Regions from separate parts of the Sus scrofa genome. Here region 2 is linked to region 1. A link is a contact called in public Hi-C data. All regions are on one chromosome and are shown on one strand. The core of a region is the stretch at or near the end of the contact, and the rest is flanking DNA. Distances in the headings are between cores, read along the strand shown.

Region 1 (5,864 bases), core at 2,477-4,976:
CACCCCTCCCCACTGGCCAATGCCCCCTCCTGGAATCTGTGTCTCTTCCATGCCCCAGATCCTGGGACAAGGCCTGCCCCTGAAGGTATGTGCTGGAATTAACAGATAGGACAGGTTGCATCTGTATGTCTGTGGCGCAGGGCAGTCCTGGACCAAGGCAGTGGGAATAATGGTGCCTGCTGATTGGCTGCGGGGAAAGGGAGGCGGAGTCCAGAGAACTAGCTGCTGGGTCTGGGCACAGGCTACCTCTGAGCCGTGGCCATGCACTGAGACAGAGAACATGGAGAGAGGAGCAGGTGGGGGGCCAGCAGACAGTGGACACCGGGATCTGAGTCCAGCAGGCCCCTGGAGGCCCTGGTTCAATGCAGGGCCCCAGCTCAATGCAGTAAGTGGTTTTAGCCCTGGAATGAGTGGCATTGTCCAGAGGGAGCAGGCCCACCTGAAAGCAGGTGGAGACTCTGCAGAACACAGAGAATGACCTGGAATGACAGCTGCTGAGGAGGATTCAGAGTTGCAAGGACTTGAAGATGGGGAAGTCACAGCACAGGGGACCATTTAGTTTGGGGACAAACGCCCCCACAATAAAGTGGTGAAACAAAGCCATAGAAAGTTCAGGTACCCTCGGGACATCGTGTCCCACCCCCTGATAAGTTAATGTGTTAGAATTTGGGGTGCTTAAGATGATAAAGCTTCAGTTAACCTGAAAATTTCATCTCCTCCGGAATGACTCATTCTCTGAGCAAAACGGATAATAAAGCATCATTCTGCTCCTATAGCTGGGGTTATTCCAGGAGGAATGACCTATAATATAAAGCGCCTTAGATTGTTTAGAGCTTTACCTCATCTGACCTCACACCCACACTGTGTGTGGCAGGGCAGTTTGCTCCCATTTTCCAGATGAGGCAACTGAGGCCCCAAACTGGGTCCAGAAGGCAGATCTTCTGGGGCCTCCTGCAGTACCAGGGACTAAGTCAGTGCATGTATTCATTATTAAACCCACTTTGCGGGGTGGGGGCTTCTTTGGGCCATGATCCCCGGAGGCAGTGAGCCAGGGAGTGGACACAATCCAGTGCAGCTGACTAGACAAGGTCAGCGGAACTTCCAACTGTCCCTCATACGGAGGGGGAGCTCAGCAAATATTTGCCAAGCGAACAAAAATTTCATCACCCCTGCTCCCTGCCCTGCCTGCTCCCCCCGCCCCCGCCCGAGGCCCTGGCCTGTTGTCCGGTGTTGCAAGTTCCTGCCTGGAACACACGGGGTGGGTGGCCTGGGCACTGGCAGTGGCCAAGACCCTGCAAGCAGTGGTTAATTATTCTGGGAGTTCAGGCTTGCTGGAGGCAGGGCGGGGATCAGGGCAGCCCCAGGTCTCTCCTGGACAAATCTTGCCAATCTTGCTTGGAGAATCCGAAAGGCATGCACGCCTCCATCTCCATACTCCTGCCTCTGGGAAGTTCTCCTCTGAACATGTCCAGACCCATCAAGAATCTTCCCAGGAGGAAGCAGGAAGCCTCAGCTCAGATCAGCTGGGGTTCCTTTTTTGGCGGAGGGGGGCAGTTAGGGATGGCAAGTCTAAGGTGGGGGAAGGGAGCTTAATCAAGCCCCCTTGTTCGAATCCCACGGCTCAGCCCAAGGTATCTCCTCGGGGAGCCCCGGACATACTTGGCCGCCTTCCACAAGCTTGCCACTTGTGTTCCCAAACCCTGAGTTTTTCCCTTCTCCCCTTGGTTTCTGAAATTGGGAAGACCACCTCAGACTTGCCTTTGACCCACTGGAGAGGCTCCTACCCTGCCAGTTCTAATTCCAGGTAGGTGCCTCAAAATAGCTGTGTGCCTTTAGGCAAATCACTCAACCTCTCTGAGCCTCTTTTCCCCCTTGCAAAAGGAGTCTGTTGTAAAAGAGATCATTTCTCTATTTCTCTCCAAAAATACATCATGGGCCCGTCTCTCCTTCCTGGCTGGGAGGCTTTTTCAGGGCGGGAATGAAATTCTCAAACTCATATTCCCTCCCCTCGTCGCTGGAAGTACAGAAGGCACTCAGCACGTTGAGTAAGTACAAATCCTTTACAAAATAATAATGGGAGGAGTTCCCATCGTGGCTCACTGGTTAACGAATCTGACTAGCAGCCATGAGGACGCAGGTTTTATCCCTGACCTTGTTCAGTGGGTTAAGGATCTGGTGTTGCCATGAGCTATGGCGTAGGTTGCAGACTCAGCTCGGATCCTGCGTTGCTGCTGTGGCTTTGGTGGGGGGTGGGGGTGGCGGCTACAGCTCCAATTCAACCCCTAGTCTGGGAACCTCCATAGGCCATGGGTGCAGCCCTAATAATAATAATAATAATAATGGGAGTTCCCCTTGTGGCTTAGCAGAAATGAATCTGCCTAGTATGCATGAGGATGTGTGTTTAATCCCTGGCCTTGCTCAGTGGATTAAGGATCCAGCATTGCTCTGAGCCATGAACTTCCATGTACTGCACATGCAGCCCTAAAAAGAAAAAACAAAAACAAAACTTGGAAGTTCCTGCTTTGGAACTGTGGGTTAAGAATCTGAATGCATCTGGCATTGTTACGCTGTGGCGTAGGTCAAAGCTGCAGCTCAGATTTAATCTCTGGCCCGGGAACTTCCATATGCCACGGGAGCGGCTATATATATAAATGATAAGCAATGAGATCCTGCTGCATAACAACTATAACTAATCACTTGTGATGGAACGTAACAAAGGATAATGTGAGAAAAAGAATGTATATATATGTATAACTGGGTCACTCTGCTGTACAGCAGAAGTTGACAGAACATTGTAAATCAACTATAATAAAAAATAAAAATTAAAAAATATATATGTATATCAGCAGTACTTGATAGTGATTCCGTGCCTGCCACCAAGCTAAACAGTTTCTACAGATTCTCTCACCAAATCTCCGTATTGCTCAAGGAAGGTACAATTACTATTTTATTTTATTGTCATTTTAGGGCCAAACCTGTGGCATATGAAAGTTCCCAAGCTAGGGGTCGAATTGGAGCTGTAGCTGCCAACCTACACCACAGCCACAACAACTCGGGATCCAGGGGCCAGGGATTGAATTAGGATCCTCCTGGATCCTAGTCGGGTTCACTACCACTGACCACGACGGGAACTCCTACTCGCATTTTAAAGATGAAGAAACTCGGGCTCAAAGGGGCTCAGCAGGAACAAGCCCAACAAGGTTCCATGAGAAGGCAGGGTTCCATCCCCAGCCCCACTCAGTGGGTTAAGGATCTGGGGTTTCCGTGAGCTGTGGCATAGGCCGCAGACGTGGCTTGGATCCAGTGTTGCTGTGGCTGTGGCTATGGCCAGCAACTGTAGCTGATTCGACCCCTAGCCTGGAAACTTCCATATGCCGCAGGTGCAGCCCTAAAAAGCAAAAAAAAAAAAAAGTTGTCTCAGCACTATGTCCAAGGTCAGGCAGCCTTGCATGGAACAGCTAGATCAGAACCTCCTGTGAGTTTGCAGACAGACCTGGATCCTTGAAGAGGCAGACATTTCTGGGACAGAGAATGAGGTTGGTCTGAAATCAGCCAGAAAGGGAGGTTCCTTTCTAAACCGCTATATTGGCCCTTGGGGGAAGGGGCTGATGATGGGGAGACAAGGATTCCCTCCACCTGGGGATTCCTGTCTACACTCGTCCTGCCTGCTATGGTCAGCCGTGTCCACTGCTCCTACAGCCGTGGTGCTCAACTGGGGGTGACCTTTGCCTCCCGGGGGATATTTGGGCAGATCTGGAGACATTTTTGGTTCTCACAACGGTTTGGTGCTGCTGGCATCTAGTGGGCAGAGGCCAGAAATGCTGCTAAACCTCCTTCAAGGCAACCAAGAATTATCTGGCCCAAATGAGAACCCCTGAGTTAGAAACAGGAGACTCAGCCCTGCGTTCTTGGCCAAGTTCTTGTCTGGGAAATCCCTTCTTCTGAAGTACTTAGCATTTCATTTTATTTTATTTTTTTTTAATTTTTTTTTTTTGTCTTTTTGTCTTTTGTTGTTGTTGTTGTTGCTATTTCTTGGGCCGCTCCCGCGGCATATGGAGGTTCCCAGGCTAGGGGTTGAATCGGAGCTGTAGCCACCGGCCTACGCCAGAGCCACAGCAACGCGGGATCCAAGCCACGTCTGCAACCTACACCACAGCTCACGGCAACGCCGGATCGTTAACCCACTGGGCAAGGGCAGGGACTGAACCCGCAACCTCATGGTTCCTAGTCGGATTCGTTAACCACTGCACCACGACGGGAACTCCAGCGTTTCATTTTATAGATAAGGAAGGCGCGGCTCAGAAAGGCGGAACTTACTCAGACCTCTTATTCAGAAAAGCAGCATTCTGGTGATTCCCTCTAACCCCGTGGGCTTGGGAAAGACATGACTCCGCTTCCTAATGTAACTCCTAATGGGGATTGTAGGAGTTACATCAGGGAGTTCCTGCGTGGCACAGTGGGTTAAGATTCCGACAGCAGCTGCTCAGGTCGTTGCAGAAGTGAAGGTTTGATCCCTGGCCCAGCACAGTGGGTTAAAGGATCCAGCCTGGCTGCAGCTGCAGCTTGGGTTGCAGCTGTGGCTCCAGTTCAGTTCCTGGCCCGGGAACTTCCCTATGCCTTGGGTGCAGTCATCAAGAAAAAGTAAATTGAGGAGTTCCCATTGTGGCTCAGTGGAAATGAACCCAACGAGTATCTATGAGGATGCAGGTTCGACCCCTGGTCTCACTCAGTGGGTTAAGGATCCGGTGTTGCCGTGAGCCGTGGCATAGGGTGGCAGCTGCAGCTCTGATTCGACCCCTAGCGGGAACTTCCATATGCCGTGGGTGTGGCCCTAAAAAGAAAACGAAGTAAATTCAGAGTCAGGACATCTGAGTCTGGTCCCAGCTCCATCGTGAGCCCCTCATGTGATCTTGGGTAAGTCCCTGTCTGCTTTGTTTCCTTCTAGGGTTCCCCCCACTGACAATGGGGAAAGACGGAAAGGTCCTGGCAGGGGGTGTCTGGGGCCTTCTCAGACACCCTTGTACAAAGGTTAAACCCAGAAGGAAGAGAAGAGAGCCCTTCCCCTCAGGAAGCCTGGCAGATCAGCTTCTCCTGGAGCAGAAAGGATCAACCCTCCCTCCCACCGGACCACCCACCCCCAAGGAGCTCCAGAGGCTCGCCTGCAGGCATGGCTCTCAGAGTCTAGAACTAGATTCTCCTCCACGTTCTGTAAAAGATCTTGGCTGGGCTGGGACAGACCTTCTCAGCCTGGAACAGCCTCTCATTCAGCTCTGGACCCATTTCTGTCTAGACAGGAGATGCCCTGCTTAACTGGAGGGGCGGGGGGCGCGCACTGTGGGCGGGACTCCTGACACAGCACAGAGGGAGTCGCCTTCCATAGCCCAGAAGCCAGAAGGGAGACCCCCACATTATGAGATAGAAGACAGTCTGGTGGGAGACCTTTGGTCACAGGAATGGAAGGACTCTGAGGTCCCAGCATGGCTCAGAAGGCAGGGACGGGGTCCTCACGGCCCCCGTGGAGCTCCCTTGCTGGGCATGAAACCACTGGCCCAGGGCGGAGGAAAGCCCAGGCAACCCCAGTGTTAGAAGGATTCAGCACTTGGCTTTTTATTTCCTCAATGGTATAGAAACAGAAGCGAGGAGAGACTTTGGCTTGGCCCCGTATGGGCGGCTCCCCTCCCCTGCGTCCGCTGCCGCCTTCTCTTCTGTTTCCACTGGGAGCCCGCGAGTCAATGGAATTCTTGCCCTCTGGGATGTGGCCCCAGGTGCCACCTGAGTGGGAGGAAGAAATACTGTCCTGGCGAAAGCAGAGTCAGAACCACCCGGCGGGGCGCAGCTGGTGGCTGGGTGTCGCCCGAGCTTCC
Region 2 (5,864 bases), core at 1,841-4,340, 53 kb after region 1:
CTTGTCAGATTCATTAGCCACTGAGCCATGACAGGAACTCCTCCTTCAGGTCTCTGGGACTGTGGGAGACGCATAGACGTCTCGAAGGTGTTGCAGGAAGGGGACCCTTTCCAGGGCCCGAGCCTGGGCTCTTGGCTAACCCTCAGAAATGAACTGGCCCAGGAGTCACACTGCCGACAAAGCAAAAAAGACTTTTATTGGGAGGGAGCGCCCGGGCGGGGAGCAGCAGGGCGAGGGACCTCAGGAGACCGGCTTTGCCACGAGGCTCGCAGCCTCAGGTTTTTTGGGAATGGGGCTAGTTTCCGGGTTGTCTCTGGCCAGTTGCCTTGCTCGGCCTGTATTTGGTCTGACTTGGGGACCTTCCTGGTGGCGCGTGCATCTCCCAGCCAAGATGGATTCCAGCGCAGGAGTTTCCATTGTGGCTCAGCGGTAATGAGCCCAACTAGTATCCACAAGGACGCAGGTTCAATCCCTGGCCTCGCTCAGTGGGTCAGGGATCTGGCATTGCCGAGAGCAGTGGTGTAGGTCGCAGACGCGGGTCAGATATGGCGTTGTGGTGGCTGTGGTGTAGGCCGGCTGATGTAGCTCCAATTTGACCCCTAACCTGGGAACTTCCATATGTTGTGGGTGTGGCCCTGAAAAGACTGAAAAAAAAAATGAATTCCAGCGCCAAGGATGCTGGGAGGTTGGCTGTCTCCTCCCTCCTGCTGGCCCCTCCCAAACCCTCCCAGTTAGTTTTTGGGGCGGCAGCGTGGTCCTTATCAGGGCCTCCCGTTGTGTGACAACTCATGCAAGTGGCTATTATCTTATGCGGTTGGCTGAAGGTGGGCGTTTTGGGTCAATGGTTCCCTAGCAAAGGGAGAGAGGAGGGATTTGTAAGGGCAAGACCTTTCTGGAAAACACTCTAAGAACGGGGAGGGCAGGGCCCTAGGGTCTGGTGTTGGCTGCAAAGATAAGTTAATTCTCTTGGCAGCTTGAGCTTTCTCAGGCCGGCATTTCAGGGAGAGGCCTGCGGTCATCTTACGGGCAGAGACTTTTCGCTGCGAGAAGGGCAGATGCAAGAGTTTGGTCAAGTCTCTTAGTGCAGGGGGTTCATCCGGATTCATTACACACTGAGACTGCAGCCGAAACCCCACCTCTGGACATGCGCACGGATCACGTCTCCGAGTCATAGTTTTGCATGAAGCAGAGAGAATTGCTTTATTGCTTTGCCAGACAAAGGAGGCCACGGCAAGCTAAGGCCCTCAAAACCGTGTCCTCCCTTGAGAGGGGATGACAAGGGGTCTTAAAGGTTTAGCTTGAAAAACAGCGTTATGGATAAAGATTAGGGGGGCTACATTCTTCTCCCTCCACTGATCATTTCAAAGTCATCAAGGCTGGAGTCACGTGGTCTGGCGGTGGTTTCTGGGGGCCTTCGGGTTATCCGACCTTGACCTTTCCTCGGAAATGAAGATGGCTTACAAAGGGAAGAGGGTGTTGGGGAGTGTTTCAGGGAAAAGAAAACCCTAGGTGTGATGTAACTCTAACTAGAAAGCAGTCATCAGGAAAAGAAAGCCATTAAGCGAGGAAGCGATCATTTGTGAAAAGCCGGTTAGAGTGAGTTAGTAGGACAAGGTAAGGACTAGTTTTTAGCTGTAACAAGAGTTCTGCCAGGGACTGGACTGGCTTCAGCTATTTTTTGCTTTGTCTCTTTTTTTTTTTTTTTTTTTTTTTTTTTAGGGCCACACCCACGGGAATATGGACGTTCCCAGGCTAGGGGTTGAATCGGAACTGCAGCTGCCGGTCCACACCACAGCTACAGCAAGGCCAGATCCAAGCCATATCTGTGACCTACACCACAGCTCATGGGAATGCCAGGATCCTTAACTCACTGAGCAAGGCCAGGGATTGAACCCAAGTCCTCGTGGATACTAGTCAGTTTTGCTACCGTTGAGTCATGACGGGAGCTGCTCTGGCTGCACCTGTTATAAGTGGTACCGAGGAAGATCAGCCCATTTATCCTTCCCCAGCAGCCTGAGTCAGAGACTGAAAGTCCTGCATCCTGGGATATGGAAACCTGACCTCTCTCTCTCTCTCTCTCTCTCTCTCTCACACACACACACACACACACACACAAATACACCATCATGGACACACACAGTCACCTGAGCAAATGCATACGCACGGAGGGCTGAACATCAGCGTGACACCTACACACAAATATATGAGAGATAAAGTACCGCCTGCCATATCAGTGAGCAAAGGATGTCACAGTCATTAGCGATGGCAGCCCCCTCGGAGCTAATAGTTAATATTCTGTACCTACTACCTGCCCTTTGTTGCAAGACTCTTCTGTATCCTAGCTTCCACCTCAGCTCCTCCGGGAAGTTTCTCAGAGCTGTCTGAAATGCTGCCACCCAGGATCTAGTCCTCATTTTGCCCCAAATAAAACTTAACTCACAACACTCACCTTGTGCAACCTAGGCAGTCACACAGCGTCACGCTCAGAGGGGCCCCCAAGCGTGTTTAATGATCTACTGCCTCGCTTTTGAAGTGCTTAGTCATTTTTTTTTTTTAGGGCCACACCTGTGGAAGTTCCCAGGCTAAGGGTCGAATCAGAGCTATAACTGCTGGCCTACACCACAGCCACAGCAATTTTTTTTTTTTTTTTAAAGGGCCACACTTGAGGCATATGGAGGTTCCCAGGCTAGGGGTCGAATCAGAGCTACAGCTGCTGGCCACAGCTACAGCCACAGCTACGCAGGATCCGAGCCACGTTTATAATCTACACCACAGCTCACAGCCATGCCAGATCCTTAACCCACTGAGCGAGGCCAGGGATGGAACCCACAACCTCTTGGTTCCTAGTCGGATTTGTTTCCACGGCACCACAACGGGAACTCCAGCCACAGCAGTTTTTGCACAGATACACACACAGGTGTTCTCTGTCTCATTGTCTTCCTCTTTCCTCCCATCTTGTCTTCACACTGGAACTGCCCACAAAGCTCCAACCTCAGCCCTGAAATCAAAAGACTGAGAATGAAAACTGGAGACTGAGGGGCAGCCCCTGCAGAGGGGATCTAGTCATGTCAGACACTGACCTCTAGGTGGCAGCACCAAGCTGGGCCAAGCCTTAGCTCAAGGCGGGAAGGAAAGCGGACTGGGACAGGAGGGGCAAGAGGGAGGAGGGGGGTGAAGGGGAGGAGGGGGGAGGAGGGGGGAGGAAGTGGGTGCCACTGAGTGCTTCCCTAATCACGCCTCTTCCAGAAAGCTCAGAGAGTTCCCAAAGTAGCAGATTCTCTGAGGGATTGCCCATTCCATTCTTCTGTGCCTATACTTTCATCCAATTCATTTTTTTCCTGTTCACTTTCGTATTTTTCTTTTTGTTGTTGTTTCTTAAAATCTTCTGATTACAGGAGTTCTCCTGTGGCACAGCAGGTTAGGGATCTGGGGTTTTCACTCCAGTGACTTGGGTCACTGCTGTGGCTTGGGTTTTATCCGTGGCCTGGAAACTTCCACACACCCCAGGTGCTTGGCCAAAAAACAGAGAAATAAATAAAGATTTAAAAAAAAAAAAAAACAAAGTTAAAAAAGCTTTCTGCTTCAAATGCAACACATTTTATTGTAGAAAACCACACATACAGGAAAGTAAAAATCAGCTACGACTTGGCACTTGTTTTTTCCCAGCCTTGCCTGAGTCATGTGGAAGTTTCCAGGCCAGGGATTGAACCCAAGCCATGACAGCAACCTGAGCCACTGCAGTGACAAATGCTGGATTCTTACTCTGCTGCACCACAGTGGGAACACCTCGACATACATTCAGGGTTTTTTTTTTTTTGGCTTTTAGGGCTGCACTCTCAGCATATGAAAGTTCCCAGGCTAGGGGTCTAATTGGAGCTACAGCTGCCGACCTCCGCTACAGCCACAGCGACACAGGATCCGAACCTCGTCTGCGACCTACACCACAGCTCGCGGCAGTGCTGGATCCTTAACCCACTGAGTGAGGCCAGGGATTGAACCCAAGTCCTCATGGATACTAGTCGAGTTTGTTTCTGCTGAACCGCAATGGGAACTCCCTCGAGACACATTCTTCAACTTACCTTTTCACTTAATATGACTTGGTCATGTTTTCGACCATCATGTATAGACAGATCTGCCTCTGCTTTTAATCATTTGGAATCTAATATTCCTAAGTCTGATTTTTGCATAACTTGGGTAGTCCATTCATTGAATGGTCCTCAGTCAGTGGGTGCAAACACGAGGCAGTTTTGTTTTCTCCCATTGTGTCATCCCCACCGGGCTCCGTGGACTCCCCTTCACATCCCTTAATGATGTCTCCAGCTTTCTGATCATTGTCAATCTTTTTTTAAATTATTATTATTTATAACAGCTGCACCTGCGCATATGGAAGTTCCCAGGCTATGGGTTGAATTGGAGCTGCAGCTGCCAGTCTATGCTGCAGCCATAGCAACGCCAGATCCAAGCCACATCTGTGGACTCCACAGCAGCCCATGGCAACACCAGCTCCTTAACCTAATGAGTGGGGCCAGGGATCGAACCCTCATCCTCATGGATACTGGATGGGTTCATTACCACTGAGCCACAAAGGAAACTCCCCGACCATTGTCCATCATTTTATTTTATTTTATTTTATTTTGTCTTTTTGCCATTTCTTGGGCCGCTGCTGCGGCATATGGAGGTTCCCAGGCTAGGAGTTGAACCAGAGCTATAGCCGCCAGCCTACGCCAGAACCACAGCAACACCAGACCCGAGCCTCGTCTGCAACCCACACCACAGCTCACGGCAACGCCGGATCCTTAACCCACTTAGCAAGGCCAGGGATCAAATCCGCAACCTCATGATTCCTAGTCGGATTCATTAACCACTGAGCCGCAACGGGAACTCCTGTCCATCATTTTAAAATGATGAAAATGAAAAGACCACCTACAAATTGGAGAAAATATTCATAAAACCTCTAATCGATGAGGGGTTAATAACTGAAACATATAAGGAACTCTGAACAACAACTCAAAAGCCAAAAAATCAAAAGCTTATTAAAAGTGGCCAAAAGATTTGAATAGACATTTTTTCCAAAAAAGACATACAAATGGCCAAGAATTTAAAAAGATACTCAGGATCACTGGTCATCAGGGAAACGCAAATGAAAACCACAATGAGACATTACCTCATACCTGCTAGGATGACTGTTCTCAAAAATACAAGAACTAACAAGTGCTGGTGAGGGTATTGAAGAAAAGGGAACCCTGGGGCACTGTTGGCGGTTGTAATCTGATGCAGCCACTCTGGCAAATACTGTGGATATGCCTCCAGACATTCAAAGTAGAGCTGCCATGTGATCCGGCAAGCCCACTTCCGTGTCTATATCCAAAGGAAATGAAGTCAGTACATTGAAGAGGTATTTGCTCTCCTACGTTCATTGTAGCATTGTCAACTCTAGCCAAAATGTGGAAATGACCTAAGCATCCTTTGATGGATAAATAGATAAACAAAGTATAGCATAGGAGTTCCCATCATGGCTCAGCAGAAATGAATGATTAGCATCCATGAGGACACAGGTTCCATCCCTGGCCTTGCTCAGTTTGTTAAGGGTCCAGCGTTGCCATGAGCTGTGGTGTAGGTCACAGACGTGGTTCAGATCTGACGTTGCTGTGACTGTGGCGTAGGCCGGCAGCTACAGCTTCAATTAGACCCCTAGCCTGGGGACCTCCATGTGCCGTGGGTGTGGCCCTAAAAAAGACAAAAAAAAAAAAAAAAAAGGATCCAGAATTGCTGCAAGCCGCAATGTAGGCTGCAGCTGCAGCTCAGATTTGACCCCTAGCCCAGGAACTTCTGTATGCTGCAGGTGTGCCCATAAAAAGGGAAAA

What was found. Hi-C and Micro-C count contacts between places; a contact is called where the count stands out from the background.
Region 2: a contact with region 1 is called in a Hi-C map of liver, with 5 times the contacts expected there. The contact joins two enhancer-like sites. A contact is called at or near these places in 1 of 5 promoter capture datasets (liver), 1 of 47 Hi-C or Micro-C datasets (liver) and 1 of 2 datasets of contacts at active chromatin or transcription factors (alveolar macrophages).

Annotation. Positions count from the first base shown.
Region 1 is chr5:10,733,600-10,739,463 of Sscrofa11.1, forward strand. MPST (3-mercaptopyruvate sulfurtransferase) reads right to left here. Exons shown (of 3, transcript XM_021091532.1): 3 at 5,580-5,864. Among named protein-coding and RNA genes, the nearest start is that of TST, 13 kb to the right of the region's middle. Within about 2 kb of position 3,727, at least 4 of the 83 cell types and tissues checked have an H3K27ac peak or open chromatin away from gene starts, as enhancers often do. A contact at or near this core is called in liver, where this site is marked.
Region 2 is chr5:10,787,166-10,793,029 of Sscrofa11.1, forward strand. No RefSeq gene overlaps it. Among named protein-coding and RNA genes, the nearest start is that of TEX33, 22 kb to the left of the region's middle. Within about 2 kb of position 3,091, at least 15 of the 83 cell types and tissues checked have an H3K27ac peak or open chromatin away from gene starts, as enhancers often do. A contact at or near this core is called in liver, where this site is marked.